Regions from separate parts of the Mus musculus genome. Here regions 2 and 3 are each linked to region 1. A link is a contact called in public Hi-C data. All regions are on one chromosome and are shown on one strand. Each heading gives the region's core, a stretch centred on a gene start, on an enhancer-like site or on the middle of the called end of the contact. The rest is flanking DNA. Distances are from core to core; before and after follow the strand shown. Region 1 holds the start of Nceh1 (neutral cholesterol ester hydrolase 1). Region 2 holds the start of Hltf (helicase-like transcription factor). Region 3 holds the start of Armc1 (armadillo repeat containing 1).

Region 1 (3,275 bases), core at 260-2,759:
ACACGTGTGCAAAACACCCATACATAAAAATTGATTTTAAAAATTTAATGCGTGTTCATATATCTTATTAAAAAGAAGGAGAAAAAAAAAAAGAGCAGGTAGGTAGCAGCACATGCCTCTCAGAGTTCCTGGGGCAGCTGCAGTCAAGTTAGAGGCTAGCCTGGTCTACAGAGCAAGTTCCAGTATAGCCAGGGTTATAAAGAAACTTTGTCTTGAAAAAACAAAACAAACAGTATTAAGGCTCAGTGTTGGGCAGAGGTGGAGGGTGGCTTGATTGTGGAGAAGCGCTGGGAACCTGCATATCTCTGACTACTCAAAAATACGATGCAGTCATGGCGTTCAGCCTTAGCTGCAGACTGCGCTTCTGATACTAAAAGCAATCCTCCTATCATGGAATAAACCAATGACACTGTCCTCCCCACGGGGGAGCAATGTGCAGGAGCAGGATACAGTGCAGAGAAATGCCACCCTGCAGGTTAAAAGAAGGCCACACCGCTCCGGCTCAGGCCAAGGTTATCTCCCAGACATCGAAGGACGCAAAACAAATGCCACAAGAAAACAGCCTTCAAACAGGGACCGTTACAGCCCTCCGGGATTGCTAGTCTCCCGGCCTTCTTTTCTTCCGCTGAGCTGAGAAATGCCAGGGAGAGAACCGAAGGTCAGAGCGGTTCCTCCTAGCCTGCGATCCCCAGAAGGAGCGCTAAGGCCTGGGGACGTTAGGAGACTGCCTGTGCCCGCTTCTGCTCACCGGTGAATCACAATCCCCTTAGCAAAAAAAAAAAAAATTAACTCCTCCTTTGCAAGCCAGTGGGACAACAGAGGTGGGGGCGAGGTGGTTTATAAATTACCAAAGGCTCTGGCTCAAGACACAGCGAACCAAGAAAGCAGGGGAGCTAATTAGGTCCTAGGAAAGGTTAAACAGCTGTCAGAGACGCCAGGCGAGGAGAACTTCACCTGTTTCCACTCCTATCTGCCTGTGGACTTCAAGGATGCGAACAGGACATCCTCGGTGCCCGGGCTAGGGGTCCTGGGGAATCGTGCACTCTGAGAAAACATGGGTGACACCGGGTGCCCCCACTGCATTACACGGATGCAAACACGACACCCTCAGACCCCAGAGATCAGAAGAAGCAGGGAGAGGCAGATGCGCGTTCACGGAAACACGGGATATCCCTATTGCAGGACAAGGATGCAAATGTGACATCCTCAAAGGGCCCATGGGCAACCGGGATAAGCGATGGGGGTTTCGTTTAGAGGAGCAAGGACGAGACGGGGCATCCCCTTTCGCTCTGCTCACCACTTGCTGCGCGCCGCGGAAAGTGGCGTCCAGCAGCATCAGTTTCCAGGGGTCGGACACCGCGCTGGGCAGTGGGATGTACACGTAGTAGGCAGCCAGAGCCAGCAGAGCGGCCAGTAGGACGCATGACGACCTCATTGTCCCCAGGCCGGGCTGTCCGGAGCTGACCGCGGTACGGTGCGATGCTACCCGGAGAAGACCAGCAAGTTTCTGCCAGCCGCAGCTGCTGTTTCACGTGTTCCTCCTCAGGCTGCGAGCCAATCACAGGCTGCGTCGGGAGGAAGTGGGAGCGCGGATGTGCCCCCTCCGCGGTGTCCTTGCGAATAGCTGCGGGCTCGCCAGGTTGCAGGAAGCAGGGTGGTGCAGCCCGGAGGACACACAGCAACCAGCAACCCCTGGCGGACACTGTGAGTATGACTGCCTGCGATGCCAAGCTGCCTCTGAAGGTGTGGCAAAAGGGGTTCCGGGTCAGCCTGAGCTACCAGAAATAGTATCAGAAGAAAAACTAACAGTAACAAACAAACAATAAATCCGTTGGGTTTGGCACACTTAACTGTTATCCTTGGTCTTGAAAGGAGGAGACAGGATGAAGGCCAAGGTCATCTTGGACTGCATAACAAGTTTGAGTCCATACTGGGCTAGATGAGAAACCCTGCCTCAAGAAAACCAAAGTATCAGACAAACAAGCAAATAGAAAACTCAGATAGTTGCACTGTGCAACTTTCAAAGAATATAAAGCATCTGATCAAAACAAAGAGACTACTGCAAAAGATACCAAAACTCCTCTCGAGAGAAACACTTGATAAAGTCAGTAAGCGGTTTAAAAAGAGAGTTTCTGGCATGGTGGTGCACACAGCCTGGTTCACATTGTGAGTTCTAAGCCACCCATGGCTATATGGGGGGCATTGCACAACAAACACACAGATACACATACACACACACACACACACACACAGAGAGAGAGAGAGAGAGAGAGAGAGAGAGAGAGAGAGAGAACTAATACCTGATTTCTCATAGCTCATGCAATAAGGCCAGTGTTGGCTTCCAAATGCCCTCAGCTGGGCCTGGTGATAGCACCTGTAATCTCAGAATTGGGAAGGTGGAAACAGGAGGACCAGGATTTTGAAGCCAACCTGGGTTATATGAAACCTTGCTGGAAAAAAAAAATAATAGAAAAAAGGTCTGGGAATTCAGTTCAATGACAGAGTGCTTCTCCCCCCCCACACACACAAAGCCCTGGGGTTACTTCTCAGCACCATATATAATCAGTAAAGCAAAGATCTTATCGTAAACTGTTTGTTTTTAATTATGTGATGTGTGTATCTCTGTGTGGAAATGTGCACAGGAGAGCAAGTGTTTGTGGATGCCAGAAGAGAGCACGGGATTCCCTGGATCCTGAGCGGCCTGACATGGGCGCAGGGAACTGGACTCTGGTCCTTCGCAAAACCTTTGAAAAGTGAACACTTAGCTACCAAGCCATTTCTCCACCGCCAAGTGGCTGCTGTTGTTTTAAGAAACTACAGTGATTCTTGATGCTTCCTTCATAGCTTGGAAAGGAGTTTTGTTGTTTTATTGTTTTCTTCTTGGTAATTTTTTTAATGATGCCACTTAAGATAAAGTAAAGCCCTTTCATCATCCTTCCTGTTATTTCAATTCACCACAAATAACACCAAGAACTACAAGAGCTGGAGAACAAGACCATGGACGGAGTTGACTCTCTGCACTGGGGGCAGATAGTTGCCTTTGTCAGGCATGCATTTTACCACTAAGCTGCATCTCGGCACCTGGGTTTTTTGTCTTGTTTTTGTTTTTTGAGATGGGATCTCCTAGTATAAAGTCATCCTCTTGTTTCAGACTATAATACTGTCTTTACAGGTACTTGTCACCACGTGTAGCAAGACTATGTATATATGTTTTTCAAGACAAGGTTTCTTTGTGTAGCCCTAGCTATCCTAGAACTTGCTCTATAGATCAGGCT
Region 2 (3,242 bases), core at 74-2,573, 7.1 Mb after region 1:
AATTTTATTATCTAATCTTTTACTTACAACTCCTGTGTAATAGCGTAGTCCAACAACTTGTCCTCTCATAGTTCCAAATAAAACCAAATCTTGCTCTTCATCACTCGTTAGGAAGTCATCTGGAGGAATAATGTCTTGGAATTCAAAATGTGGCAAGAAAGTTGAGTATGAAAGTCTTGGAATATTTTCGTGTGATCCATACTGGACAGACTGCGAATACTTCCAAACAGGACCCCTGTTTTAAAACAAAACAAAAAACCAAAAACAAAACAGGACTTGTTTTTCTTTTTTTGGTTTTTCGAGACAGAGTTTCTCTGTATAGCCCTGGCTGTCCTGGTCCCCTAACCCCTTCCCCTCTTCTCTTTCCTTTTCTGAAACTGGGTTTCTCTGTGTAGCCTTGGCTGTCCTACTCGCTCAGTAGACCAGGCTGGCCTCAAACTCAGAGATCCACCTGCCTCTCCCTCCCAGGTACTTGGCTACCACTGCCCGCTATGAAAATAACTTTAAATTTTAACATAAATGCATCCACAGCATCCTCTGCTTTAACTCCTTTGGAACAGAACACATTTTAAATCGAGCATCTAAATTGTGACACTATAGAGAACTGACCTTGAAGCCCCATTATTTTAAAGGATAGGGATAATTGTTGCAAAAATGGGCATGAAAACCACAGTAGATGATGAAAAGAGGTGTTTGCTGGAAGCCTCCTAGAAGATGTAGTTCTCCTAAAAACACACGGGGCTATCAAGTCGCGAGTTTCCCTCTCAGCTCCTCTGCAAATATGCTTTAGTGCGCTTTTGCATAGTGCCGGGAAATACAAGTTGGAAGCTGTTACCATAACAATGCCTAGCGAACAGTGGGATAACATTGGTGAATAAATCACCCCCCGCTTCCACCCCCCCCGCCACCCCCCCCCCCCCCCCCCGCCAAGCCCTTGACGCAGATTCTCCGAGGTCGCAGCCACTCTGGTCAGCCGCGACAATGCATTGGTGCCTCCAGGAGCAACACCGGCAAGCGACCCGCAGAAGGGATGCAAACTGCACCTATAAAGCGCCCGGGCGCGCACCTTCACTAGAATAGAGCGCAGAGCAATTGGCCTCACGCCCAGCCCCCCTCAGCCCTTCACCTCGTGAACGTATAGGACATGGCGCGGGGCGGGGTGACTTCGGGATGCCCTGGGCTCCCCAGATCTTCCCAGACAGCCTGATAAAGCTCCTCAAGGCGTCGTGGCCCAGGCGCCGGAATCCAAATCAGAACCGCCAGGCCGCGTCCGCCCGGTGAGACGTGTCCACACCACTCCTTCCTGCAACAGTCTGAGAAACCGGTGACGTTCTGCGATCGGCACCGCCAGGGCCCAATCCAAAGGAAGAGTCTACGAAGACCAACCAATCACAATACAAGAGGGTGGGGAGCTCCGCCCAGTGCTGCGATTCAAAGGCAGTGCGGCGCGTCCGGGTTCTACCTGGTTCTTCCGCAGTCCGAGACGCCTTGCACGGTAAAACATCGAGGCTTCTTGAGTGAGCCACAGGGCTCAAGGTTCTGACGGACTAGGGGGAAAGAGGTCTTCTAGCCACTGCCCTAACTCCTCAAGGATGTCCCCATAGGTCAGACGCTCCCTATCTGATGGAATGCCTAACAGGGCCTACTCCAGTAGGAGCCCTGGGTGGGATACCTGCATTTCCTCTGCTGAGCCCTGACTCTATTTATTCTTAGCGACCTCCGTGTATGCGAGACCCTGAGTTCTGGAAATCTGAATGAGAACTTACGAATTTCCTTCTCCCATCTCGCTTTTATTGTGTTTAAAGAAATTTTTTTCCCTTGGTAGAAGAAAGCCATAAAGTAATACAACCTTATAGCTCTTGCTGAAAAAGGCAGACTGGTCCAACATTAGTTGTAAGGTCCGAGGTGGTGGCTGGGGCTACGTGTGTTTTCTTAGGAAAATGAAGGAGGCACTATAAAGAAACTTTTTTTTTCTCTCTTTTTTTTTTTAATTAGGTATTTACTCGTTTACATTTCCAATGCTATCCCAAAAGTCCCCCATACCCACCCACTCCCCCTTTTTGGCCCTGGCGTTCCCCTGTACTGGGGCATATAAAGTTTATATGTTTATACTTTATAATCTAAAGGGACATTTCACTTTGGAGTTTTGTATGCAACAGTATCAGGCAAGGTAAAGGTAATTCCAGCATCTTGAAAGACCATAAAACTACTTTTGATGAAGCAGCCATTAACTGCTGCATCTTCTGCTGCACCAACAGTAGGAAGCTAAAGGTATTGCCCAGCCAAACATAATAGGGTGTGCTGTAAACCATCGGAATGTCTAGATGTGTTTGTAAACATTTTAAACACTGGAAGTCATCCTTCCTAGAGTGGTCCATTTTATGCTTCCATCAGCAGAGGATGAAAGGTGGTCAGTAAGATGTTTTAAGAGGCACATGTTCATTGTCTTAAATATTGATGATCTGTGAACTAAAAGTAAAATGTGACCATTTGAGGATTGTCTGCTGGAATGGCACCCTAGGGAATGCTATGATAAAAAGAAAGGAGAGAGAGAGAAGCAAAAACAAGAAAACTAACTTTAACAGTATTAAGAGACAATTTATGCTGGAGGCAAATATCAGTCATTGGCCTGGGAACACAGAATTAGGCCACCCCAAGTGCTATGTTTCAATTGAAGCCATTTCATGAAGCTTTTATACTAACAGGACAAAGAAAGTCATAAATCAAGATACTTTCCAAATATATTTGGTGTGACCATTAGGTAGGTGGGAAAGAGTATTACAGGGAACCTTTATTAGAGACCTAAGATACTGACATTATCCTTAGCTGTTTAGTTTGCTGAGTGGTAGCACTGTATGTACATTCCAAATGATTTACCCTGTGGTCACAGAAACATGTTAAGTGCAGAGGAGGACAATAAGTAGCAATTAAGAAGGCTAGAGATGGCCTAAGAAAATTTGGCTCTGGGTTTGCAGCATTTGAAATGCTGCACAATCATTGTAGCTCAGTTAATCAGCCTTACAGAAGATTCATTTGATGGCGCATCATCTTCCCTGGGATTTTTGTGCATGTTAAACAGGCACTCTTCCTCTGAGTTACATCTCTAGCCCTCACTGAGAATCTGAAGAATGAAATATTTCATTCCCCCAACAGGAAACTTACTGCAGATAATGTTTCGTTTGCTTCGGATATTTTACTTTCTTCATGGTATATTATGATACAAATGCAAAGTTGGGTTTTGG
Region 3 (3,282 bases), core at 426-2,925, 8.0 Mb after region 1:
TAGGAAGCACTAATTAATGTTTTGTTAAGGCTACCTTTGCTTTTTAGCTTCAGCCATCTTTTCTTGGTAATGGCATTTTGCACAAAGTTTAGACTTTGCAGAGCTTTAATGGCATCAGTGTGAATACATTAAATTTCAGATGGTGAATTTTCAATAGGTAAAGACATATTTTCACCGACTGGCTCAAAATAACCTGTCATTACTTACTAATTCTGAAAATACTATATGTCTTTTCTTAATAGGCAGATTAACATTAGCAAAAACAGCGAATTTTCCTTTCTGGATTACTGAGTCACCTTTTATTAGAATATTGGGCAAGTCTTCACTTACTCAGCCAGATAGGTTGTGCTGTACTGGGTATGCCCCTTGGACTTAGTATATTTACTTTTTTTTTTTTTTTTTCCTGCTTTCTACATTCACTGTTTTTAATTTAGGCTCAATGTTCTCTTACCACTAATCCCTGTCTTGGCTTTGTGAATAAAGCACACAGACTGGCTTTTGCCTGTAGGTGAGATGGTTATTTAGAGTCTTGTTCTTGTTTTCTACCAAGCTTTACTTTGGACTTGTTTTCATTTTGGGTTTTAATAATAAGATAACCAAGAGCACGGGAACATTAAGAAACTCAAGAGATGGACTCTTTTGTTCTTCTTCTTCTTCTTCTTTTTTTTTCTTTTTAAGTCAAGGTTTCTGTGAAGCTTTAGTTAGCCTAAACTGGGCTTGAACTTGAAATGGTCTGCCTTCAGCCTTTACCTACTTAGTGCTCAGATTCCGCCGTGGCGGTCTGGTTTATAAATTCACTTACAAAATATTGGAGATAATAGCGTAGAATACAGTCCGGTGTGGTGTCTTCCACATCCTTTCCAAATTAAAGCCCTTTCAAATTCCTTGTAACAAGAATAACAACAAAGTCCCTGTAACTTTAATGTATGAGCAACACGTCAGAATAAGATTGTAGAAACGAAGATCAAAAAGGAGTGTGGATGGATGTATTATTTTCAGATTAGCCTGCGAGACTTGGATAACAATTTCAGAAATACTTTGGAAAATAAAACGTACCTAGAGCAACTCCTCGGTAACTAGTATCGATAAAACAAGTATGTCTTTACTTTGATAAATAGAAAACAGCATTAACAAAACTTCATGATGAACTGGAGAACTCTCTTAACACAAGTCTCTGACAAGAGAAAAGACAAAATTCTTTTCAATGTCAAATCACTTAGGCCAACCCAACAAAAGCACTTCGCATCCCTCGCTTTGCTAGAAAGCAGCACTGAAAAGAAATGAACGAAATCCAGAGAGGCCAAACAGTGTCGACGTTCATAGTAAAAACTACAAAAAAACGTCCGAAGATTCTGGGTAAAGACGCACAGACGTGGATGAAGGGTTACAGGTTGTTTTATCAGACCTGGAAGACTTGCTGAAGATAAACTATTCTGTTCGCGTGTCTGCACACAGAAGCAGAAGCCCTTCCTGCCGCGGGAACCCTGGGAATTGTAGTCGCGGAGCCACGATGGCTGTAAATTTGTTTAGCACTCCGTGGACGGCGAGCCCTTGGTTCCAATTCAGTGTTCTGGGTCCTCATAGGTCCGGTCTAGCTCACCAATGAGCTACTAGGTTTGAGAACATCCCGCCTCTGGTTGGGTGTCCTTCCTCACGTTGCTTCATTTTCAGCCAATGGGATAATAAAGCCAGCAGAGGTGACAGGGTCACCGCGGAGCCTGCAGCTCCTCCGCCGCCAGCGACTCAGCCCTGTGGTTCTTTGAGTCGGGCCGTGGCTCGGGGTCTTCGCCGCCCGTTGTCCGCCGTGGTGGGTGCGGCTCTGATGCTGCGGCAGGCTCCGGACGCCCGGAGCTCTGGAGGGTACGTAGCCGGGGCCGAGGTGGGGCCGAGGGGCCGCTGCTGCGCGGGCCGGCCGCTGCGCCCGCCTCCTGCCGGCATCCCGCGGGCTGCCTCGGACGGCTCCGGACGTGCTCTTCTCTCCTCTTCCTTCTGACCAGCCAGCCCGCCCTACGAGTAGCGGGTGTCCATGTCGCGGCGTTCTTTCTGTAAATCTGCGAGCCTCTGCGCGCAGGCCTCCATTCAAGAGAAACTCGTGTACACAGGTGGTGGGCATTTGTGCACTTAGCTGCTCCTTTGGTGATACTGTCTCCTCAGCGCTTGCAGTAGAAGTTTCCCACTGGGTTAGTTCTGTGCTTGCATGGTACTTGCCAGACATTTTACTGTCTTGCCTTTTTTTTTTCCCACCCTGTTACCCGCTCAAAACTGCTACCTGAAGAAACTGAGGCTTGGAGACGGTAATTCAATTCCAAAAGAGTTACAGTTATAATTGCAAGGAGAAGCCAGATCGGGTCTCGGCGTTTGATAGTGGTAGTTGCTTTTCAACCCGGCTTAATCATTAAGGATTTAGGATAAGTGTGTGCCCGCAGCAGCTCTTAGCACGTGAGGGCTAAATACTTCTATTAACTAAGTGGTGATTCTTAGCTATAAGAAAAGGAATACCTTTCTGACATCTGCCCAGACACTGATGTCTCGCGTGTCTCTAACTCCGTGCTTCAAGACTTCTTGCCCGTTGGCATCCTCATCTGGAAGCTGGTTGGACATCTCAGATTCCCAGACCCACTTACACCCACTGAGCTTGAACTTACTTTTGGCAAGGTCCCTTAGGTGATCGCAGTGTCCTTAAAGTTTGCGAAGGGTTCTGTTTGTCAACATAGAGCCAAGGAAGAGAAAATAAGTTTGGGTCGTGATGGTATGCCTTTAATCCCTGCTTTGGTAGCTATTGGCAGGCAGATCCCTCCTAGTTTCAGGCTCATCTCAACTACATAGGTCAGCCAGAGCTAAGTAAGGAGAAGAAAAAGTAAAGGCATACGTCCTATGCACTGTGACCTCTACTCAGACTGAGATACAGAAAAATGAGAACAAAGCTTTTGTCATTTGCACGACGTTTCCCTTTTCAGAAAATGAATGTGTCTCTTGAGAGTTTTAACTTAGCCGTCCCAACTCTTAAAGTAGACATCAATGTTAACTGTTTCATAATTGTCTTGTAATTGACACCAGGTGCGGGCTTTGGAAGTAAAAGAGCAAATTAAGACAAAGGGGATGCTGATTTACTGTTGCTGGCTAGTTAGATTAAAAGAACCTTGTGCTCTTTATATTCAGTTTGGCAAGGTCTGTGTAAGCCCCACCCCCAGTTTCTTCCATTTGTCGTGAAGATCTTCCCGTTAGTTTTTTGTTGTTTTTTGTTTGTTTGTTTGTTTTTTGTTTGTTTTGGAAGGAAGGGTA

What was found. A called contact is a pair of places that touch in the nucleus more often than the background predicts.
Region 2: a contact with region 1 is called in a Hi-C map of B cells, with 7 read pairs. The contact joins the promoter of Hltf here to the promoter of Nceh1 in region 1. A contact is called at or near these places in 1 of 39 promoter capture datasets (pre-B cells) and 1 of 484 Hi-C or Micro-C datasets (B cells).
Region 3: a Hi-C map of CD8 T cells shows a contact between it and region 1, with 5 times the contacts expected there. The contact joins the promoter of Armc1 here to the promoter of Nceh1 in region 1. A contact is called at or near these places in 1 of 39 promoter capture datasets (pre-B cells) and 1 of 484 Hi-C or Micro-C datasets (CD8 T cells).

The regions. Positions count from the first base shown.
Region 1 is chr3:27,181,238-27,184,512 of GRCm38.p6, reverse strand. Nceh1 (neutral cholesterol ester hydrolase 1) reads right to left here and starts at 1,509. Exons shown (of 5, transcript NM_178772.3): 1 at 1,298-1,509. The coding sequence starts at 1,435.
Region 2 is chr3:20,055,892-20,059,133 of GRCm38.p6, reverse strand. It overlaps Hltf (helicase-like transcription factor), which reads right to left and starts at 1,323. Exons shown (of 25, transcript NM_009210.3): 1 at 1,127-1,323; 2 at 28-235. The coding sequence starts at 1,146.
Region 3 is chr3:19,161,488-19,164,769 of GRCm38.p6, reverse strand. Armc1 (armadillo repeat containing 1) reads left to right here and starts at 1,675. Exons shown (of 7, transcript NM_028840.3): 1 at 1,675-1,860.